Regions from separate parts of the Mus musculus genome. Here region 1 is linked to region 2. A link is a contact called in public promoter capture Hi-C data. All regions are on one chromosome and are shown on one strand. Each heading gives the region's core, a stretch centred on a gene start, on an enhancer-like site or on the middle of the called end of the contact. The rest is flanking DNA. Distances are from core to core; before and after follow the strand shown.

The links. Promoter capture Hi-C pulls out the DNA fragments that hold promoters and counts their contacts.
Region 1: a contact with region 2 is called in a promoter capture Hi-C map of the HPC-7 cell line, with 3 times the contacts expected there. The contact joins the promoter of 1700012B09Rik here to the enhancer-like site in region 2. A contact is called at or near these places in 11 of 39 promoter capture datasets (the 3T3-L1 cell line, 3T3-L1-derived adipocytes, the C10 cell line and 6 more), 1 of 115 datasets of contacts at active chromatin or transcription factors (large pre-B cells) and 2 of 9 other capture datasets (adipose tissue and liver).

Annotation. Positions count from the first base shown.
Region 1 is chr9:14,769,584-14,772,952 of GRCm38.p6, forward strand. It overlaps 1700012B09Rik (RIKEN cDNA 1700012B09 gene), which reads right to left and starts at 1,447. Exons shown (of 4, transcript NM_029306.3): 1 at 1,256-1,447. The coding sequence starts at 1,385.
Region 2 is chr9:13,773,166-13,776,644 of GRCm38.p6, forward strand. All of the region lies in intron 1 of Mtmr2 (myotubularin related protein 2), which reads left to right. Among named protein-coding and RNA genes, the nearest start is that of Gm39291, 26 kb to the left of the region's middle. Within about 2 kb of position 1,761, at least 8 of the 459 cell types and tissues checked have an H3K27ac peak or open chromatin away from gene starts, as enhancers often do. A contact at or near this core is called in the HPC-7 cell line, where this site is marked.

The sequences.
Region 1 (3,369 bases), core at 197-2,696, 1.0 Mb after region 2:
TTATAATGCACCTGACCATTTTGCCTGTGTTTATTTCACAGTTGCCTGTGGGCTAATATAATTATTTATGTCTTATAATAAGAAAAGCCTGGTGTGGTGGCAGATTGATCCCTGGAGTCCCAGGCCAGACAGCCAGTCATCCAGCCATTCTAGCCTATCCTGCACGAAAACTTCAAGATCAGTAGTACATATTTTCTCAGTGAAACTTAAACCTGAGAAAAGAGAGCTGGAGTTGTCCTCTGGCCTTCATACATGCGCACACCATACACACACATACACACACGAGAGAGAGAGAGAGAGAGAGAGAGAGAGAGAGAGAGAGAGAGAGAGAGAGAGAGAGAGAGAGAGAGAGAAGAGGGCGCAAGCAGCGGGAGCCGCCAGATGCTCCTGTTAGTCCCCAGAGAGGCAATCAAGGAGGCTCTGAGCAGCCCTGGAAGCTGTTTGCACTCCTCCTTGGCCCTGTGTTTTCATCCATCTCCCTCACCAGCTGCTAAAGGATCAGGTACAGGACGCTACAAACCTGTTAGAAATATAGTTACAACTGCCTCAAGACAGTCTTTACTGATTTGAATATTGTTTGCATATTCCATGGGCAGAGGACATAAGAAAGATTGCATGTGAAATTCTAACCCAGGTAGTGATTTGGGGGTTTGGACTGCTGGAGGTGATTGTTGAAGGGTTTTAAGTATTTTGCCAGCCCTGGCTGACTTCATCTCCTTCCCCCTGCTCTGCGCCTTGGTTTTATGATCTGGGAAATGAAGGATGCCTTGTGAGGGGTGAGTGGTTCTTACCCTGCATCTCAGACAAGTAGGAGGGAGTGAACCCAGGTCCTGGAGGTCCTAGACAAGTGGTATACCACCAAGCTCTATCCCCAACACCATTAGATACATACCTCTGGGGTAATGTATTCATGGTTCCTTTAAAAAGCAATGCTGTTATCGACCAACTCAACTCAGTTGAGGATGATATCCAGCCCTTGGGCTCAGGAATTCTTGGTGAAGGGAAGATAGTCTCCTACATAGACGTTGGCCCGAGGAGATCCTGAGGGCCTAAGCTGTTCCCCATCCCTCCATGTCTGTCCCTGCTGTCACAGTAGCTTTCTGCTACTATTCTTACCTGCAAACAGCAGCTCTCCAGTTCTCCCCCAGAAACCTTAAGTACTCCAGCTAGCTCCACTTTGGGGTCTCCCCCCCTCCCCCGCCTTGTTGTCACTGGTCCCACCACTGCCAAGGTTTGAAGGTGAAGCTGAACTCACATTGTTGGCGAGACTCTTGGGGGCCACCAGGCTCAGCACGGGTGCGGCACCCCAGCCCTGCCGGCCTAGGCTGCTCCCCTTCGCGGCCCGCCTCTGAGGCTGTCCCTGCCAGCGCCTCCTGCCGCCTCATGCCACCGGGGTCTCCACGGCCTCTCAACTCCGCCACCGGCTGCTCTGGAACGCAAGGCGTCTGAGGTTGTCATAGTGACCGCAGATGCTCCGGGCCTCCAGGGCTCTGCCAATTTCCCACAGGCCCTGGGTGCAGGCAACAGCCTACCTGCTAGCAGGAGCCTTAATTCCTTAGCTACAGACCCCACGGAAAGGCCCCAGCTTTCTCAAGAGAGATGCTTCAGTTGTATAGCTGAGAGTCACAAAGGTTTGGAAAAGAGCCCGAGGCCACACAACTGTCACATGCGTGATTCAGCAAAGACTCCGAAGCCTCAAAGATTTGGTCACCACGTCCGGGTGAGTGTTAGGGTGGGCCACAGGAACAGGACCAGAAATTCCCCACTAGTCACTCATTCCATACAGTGCTTTACCAGTCACATCTAGACTTGGACATGATTCTCAACCAATTCATGTTGAAAATTCACAAGTTTGGGCTGTAAGTTACTAAATAGCTGTAGTTAGTTTACAAGGATTTTCGTACCCATAGTCTATGACAGCTCACAAAATCACCGATTTTTCAGGTGACAAACCCACAGAATTGGAAATGTGAGTCTGAAAATCGAGATTTTGTTCAAAGCAGTGGTTACCTCCGTCTCTCTTTTTTGCAGTCATTAAAAAAGTGGCACTGAGATTTTACAAAAATTAAATGTGCATTATCTTATAAAGTTAAATAATTCTACAGGGTTTTTAAAAAAAAAAAAAACAATTAAACAAATTCAGGAGACACCCTCCACAATATGTCTACTGTACCCTAGTGCCAACCACTTTCATTTTTGATTGATAATTTCCTGTAAAATGTGCAATCATTTAACCACATAAGTGGAGTAGAATCGTCTAGAAACTGACCTAACTATATGAGCACCAGATATAATAGAGGGAAGAAACTATTAAGCAGTGGAATTAGATGAAGTGGTTGCTCATCTGGAAAAAACTTGAACCTTGACTTCTAGTGAACAGTAAACTCAAACAGCAGCGTCTTAGGGTTTCCATTGCTATGAGGCACCATGACCAAGGTAAGTCATGTAAAGGCAAACACTTCATTGAGGCTGGCTTCCAGACTCAGAGAGTCCATTATCATCGTAATAGGAAGCATGGCAGCATTTAGGCATGGTGCTGGAGAAGGAGCTGAAAGTTCTACATCTTGATCCAAAGGCAGTCAGGAGAAGACTATCTTCCAGGCATCTAGGAGGAGGGCCTCTTCTGCAATGGGAGGAGCCTGAGCATGGGAGGAACCCTCTAAAGCCCACACAGTGACACACAGTGACACACAGTGACACACAGTGACACACTTCCTCCAACAAAGCCACTCTTAACATTACCACTCCCCAGAGGCCAAGCAAGTTCAAACCACCACAAGCAGATTAAGATGGATCATGGCCATAAAGGTGAAGCACCAAGACTTCTAGGCGATAACTATTGAACATGGCATGACCCTGAAGTTAGGAACAATTTCTTATACAAACAACAAAAGGCATTAACCATAAGAAAATGATAAGTTAGAGAACATAAAAATTAAGAGAGTCTCTTGATTGAAGTCAGCTATTAAGAGTGTGAGGAATCAAGTCACAGACTGGAAGAAAATTTTCTCAAAACACATTGGCCAACAAATAATGAGGACCCAGATTACATAAAGAACTCCTACAGATCAGTGTAAAGAGGGCATACAACTCAGCAAGAGATTGGAGAAAAATAGACAGATGGATACATGACAAAAAAGGAGATCCAAACAGCTGACAAGCACATGAGACATTGTCCCAAACTGTTACTCAACAGACCATGGAATGCAGTCTTCAAGGAGCTGTTACTTTCCACGTGTTAGAGTGGTTGCTTGCTAAACCAACAAACAGCAAACAGTCCAGCATCAGTCACAGGGGTTGGAAGGCGCATAGCAACTGGGTTCTCCTTCCCTACTGTTGAGCATCACCTAAGCTGGCCATAGAGGGTTA
Region 2 (3,479 bases), core at 511-3,010:
TTGTAATTAAATTAATCAATTAATTGCAAATTAATTGATTGATGCTTATTTGGTTTTGGCAAATACTGGGGGATAGCCCCTAGTAAGCTTTTCTAGTGGCTGGACTGGCTATGGACCCTAAATACTTGCTATGTGAATCTTTCTGGGTTATTTCTGCTCCAGCCGTCTGATGCCCTAGGGATGCGTTTTACTCAGCCATGTGCTACTGTTCCATCACTTCTAGTGGAGGCCTCCTGTTCTCATTGTCTTCTCCTCCTCTGCTTTCTCTCCCTCTCCCTCCCCTCCTCTTCCCAAGGAAATGTGTTGGAACCAGTAGGTTGGGTGGCTAGGAGGAAAAGGGCTTCTGTCTGGCTTGGGGTCAGGCAAGGGGTGGGAGGATTCAAAGGAAATAGAGGCTCCCACTTTGGCTAGAAGATCCCTTCCCAATAAGGGAATGGAACAGGTTGGCACCACCAGTAAAGAATGGGGTGAGAGGAACACCTCTGAAAATGCAGTTGAGAGGTAGGGTCTAGTGAGGTTGGAAAGGTTGCTCCCCTGCCCTGACAATAGGGAAATGAGGAGAAGAGGTGGGTCCCCAAAACTCCTGTCAGGCAGAGTAAGTGGTGTTCTGGAGGAAGGAGATGGCTTACCATAATGCCTACACAGAGCTCCCTGTTAGAGATGACAGTAGTCAGGCCATGTGAGCCCAGACCCCTTCAGTTGTCCATGATTAGGTCTAAAAGGTGGGTTGGAAGGTGATATGAGTCTGATGTCCCTGTTCTATGAGGGACTCGGGGGGCAAGTCAACAGCCCATTGTTGACTCTTGAAGGCACTTGGACATGGCCAGGGTAGTCTGCAGAGGTTAGGGCAGGCCCAGGCCCTGTGACCCTCCTGAATACATTTGAAACGGAGACCTGGTGGTCTTAGGAGGCAAGGGAGCCTGAGAAGTAGCTGAAGCTGGTTGAATGGCCTTGGTCAGCATTTGTTAATTTTGTTTATGGCCCTTATGGGTCCTGTCTCTAAGCACTTAAGCTTGGCCCTAATATTGGGGCAACTCTGAGAACAGAAATAGGTCATGAGGAGTTGTTTGTCCTCTGGGTTTTCAGGATCTAGATTGGTGTACTGTAATGTAAGCAGGCCTTTGTGAGGCATTCTAGAAATTGAGATGGATTGATGTTTGTTCTAGATGATCTATTGGAGACTGGCCAGGAGGCAAGTTGTAAGCTGATCTCTAGCTAGAATGCCCCCACTGGGGTATTGCAGTCCCACTGGGGGTCCCTGACAGACTGCCTCATTGAGAAGTTGATTGTTAGTCATAGAAAGTGAGACTGTAGGGTTTGGTGATAAATTGGAATTCTTTAATGAAAGTAGATGAGTTAGAGGTATAAAACCCAGGTTTTGTTTTGTTTTTGTTTGTTTTAGTTTTTACTTTTTGTTTTTGTTGTTTTTATTTTATTTTTTTTCTATTTAAGAGAGTTCACTTAATGAACAGTAGACATGTACCTTGACCAGACCATCCTCTTGCAACCTCTTGCAAAGTGAGAATTGAGGTGGAGTTAAGGGGATCGGAAGGGACAGAAGGTGTCCCATTGAAGAGCAGGAGTGAGTAGTGGGGCTGGGGGTATAGCAGATGGTGGGGTAAAAGTGGGCATCAGAGTGGGTGCTTGGAGTAGTCTGTTGCTGAGAGAGCCAGAAAAGAAGCAGTTGTGGGTTGAGACTAGCAGGGAGTCAGGGGGCTCTTAGCAGAGTCAAGAATAATGGAAGTTCCTCTTATTCAGACTTCTTAGCTAGAAGAAGCTGAGTAGGGAAACAGGAACAGGAATAACAGAGGGAGGGCTTGGAGCAGAGATAAGAGAAAGCTTAGACATAGACTCTCCCTCTATTTCCCAGGTTGCTGGAAGTATCTATAGAGGTTCCTATTAATGTCCGGACCTAGGTTGCTGTTGGGCAGCCATTTTGATTGTTTATCTAAGGGGTATTGAGATATATTCCACTGCAAAGGCAGTAAGTTTAGAGGCCTTTAAGTTGGGTGCTAGGTGAAGCAGTCAGTAGTTCTCCAGAAGGCATGCGATTGTCACCTCACAGTTCAAGGGCCAGGGCTAAAAGCTGGAAGACACAAGTAGCAGGTACCAGGACTTTCAAATGAAGCCAGAAAGAAAGGGAGGAAGGAAGGAAGAAAGAAAGAGAGAGAGAGAGGCAAACTAGCTACTAGCTAGCTTGCTCAAGCGTGAAATGGTCAGAGGTGAGTATCTGTGAAGAGCTTCAATAGTATTCTTAAAGACCATGGCTGGGGGTACCTCTGCCTCCAAGAATACCAGGGAGGTGCCAGAAACTCAGCAGTTACTCCCTCGGATCCAGAGAAGCGCTCACACGGATTGGAGGGAAAACTTGCTATTTGCCAGTGTTGGATTGGGTGCCTAGCATTAGGTGAAACAGAAATGGAGTCTCTTGGAGGAGGATTGGGGACAAGGGATAGGGTCCTGGTGTGACTCCATGATTGGGAAGTGTACAGACACCAGGATATCCTACCGAGTCATGACACCAGTGTTACGATTTAGTGGCCAAGTAATTTGGGTATAGGCTAAGGCATGCTGCAAATATCACACCATACAACAGATCACATGCAAGAGATTTATTGGGGGAGTGGGGCAAAATGCAGAGACTGCCTCTGAGCCAGGGTGGAAGGGGAGAGAGAGCAGGAGGAGAAGGTACTGGCTTTTAATAAGGGGTATAGCACATGCGCATAGGGATAATATGCACCTAATGACAGCAGTGGAATTGTGTTGTATCTTGGCAGCTGATGATGATGTGGCCTGCTGTTGCTAGGTTACTGAAGGTGGGCTTGGGGGTGAGGTTTTCCAACAGCCTCTAAGGGGGTTGATTTCAGTCTTCCAGTTCTTTGATCCTTATTCTTTCACTTATGGATTTATCCAACAAGGATTTTGCAAGTATCTTATCTATGCCAGCTGCATGTGAGATTTTAGGGACAAGTTGGATAGGAAAGGGGAAGTGAGCAGGAAGAGAAGAGCAGTGGATAAGGGGGAATGGACACGTTGGAGGACTGGTGTATTAGGCTGAAGACTAGCCAAAAGGCAAGTAAGAAAGCAAGGTTATTGGAATGAAGAACATCTGTGCTGAGAAATTGAATCCTTCAGGTTAAAGCTTACAGAAGCAGTGTTGCTCCAGAACTGATAATGTTCATGTTGATAAAGCAGAAATGTGGATAAGGAATGTATCCTGGTGGACAGTAAAATTGCCACAATTTTAGACAGCACTATTGGAATAGAAAGAAATAGGAATAGGCCAGGTGACCAGGAAAAGCCCTTTTTGAGAAAGGTATGGTTAGTTAATTAACAAGGAAGGATTATAGCCAGTTGTATAAAAGGCCACTTATATCAGAAGTTTTCTATATGTGAAGACAGAAAAGTATACTACAATAGAAACATAAGAACTGAGCTAGAAAAATGCTGGTTGTATTTATTAGTTGTGGAAAAATGAA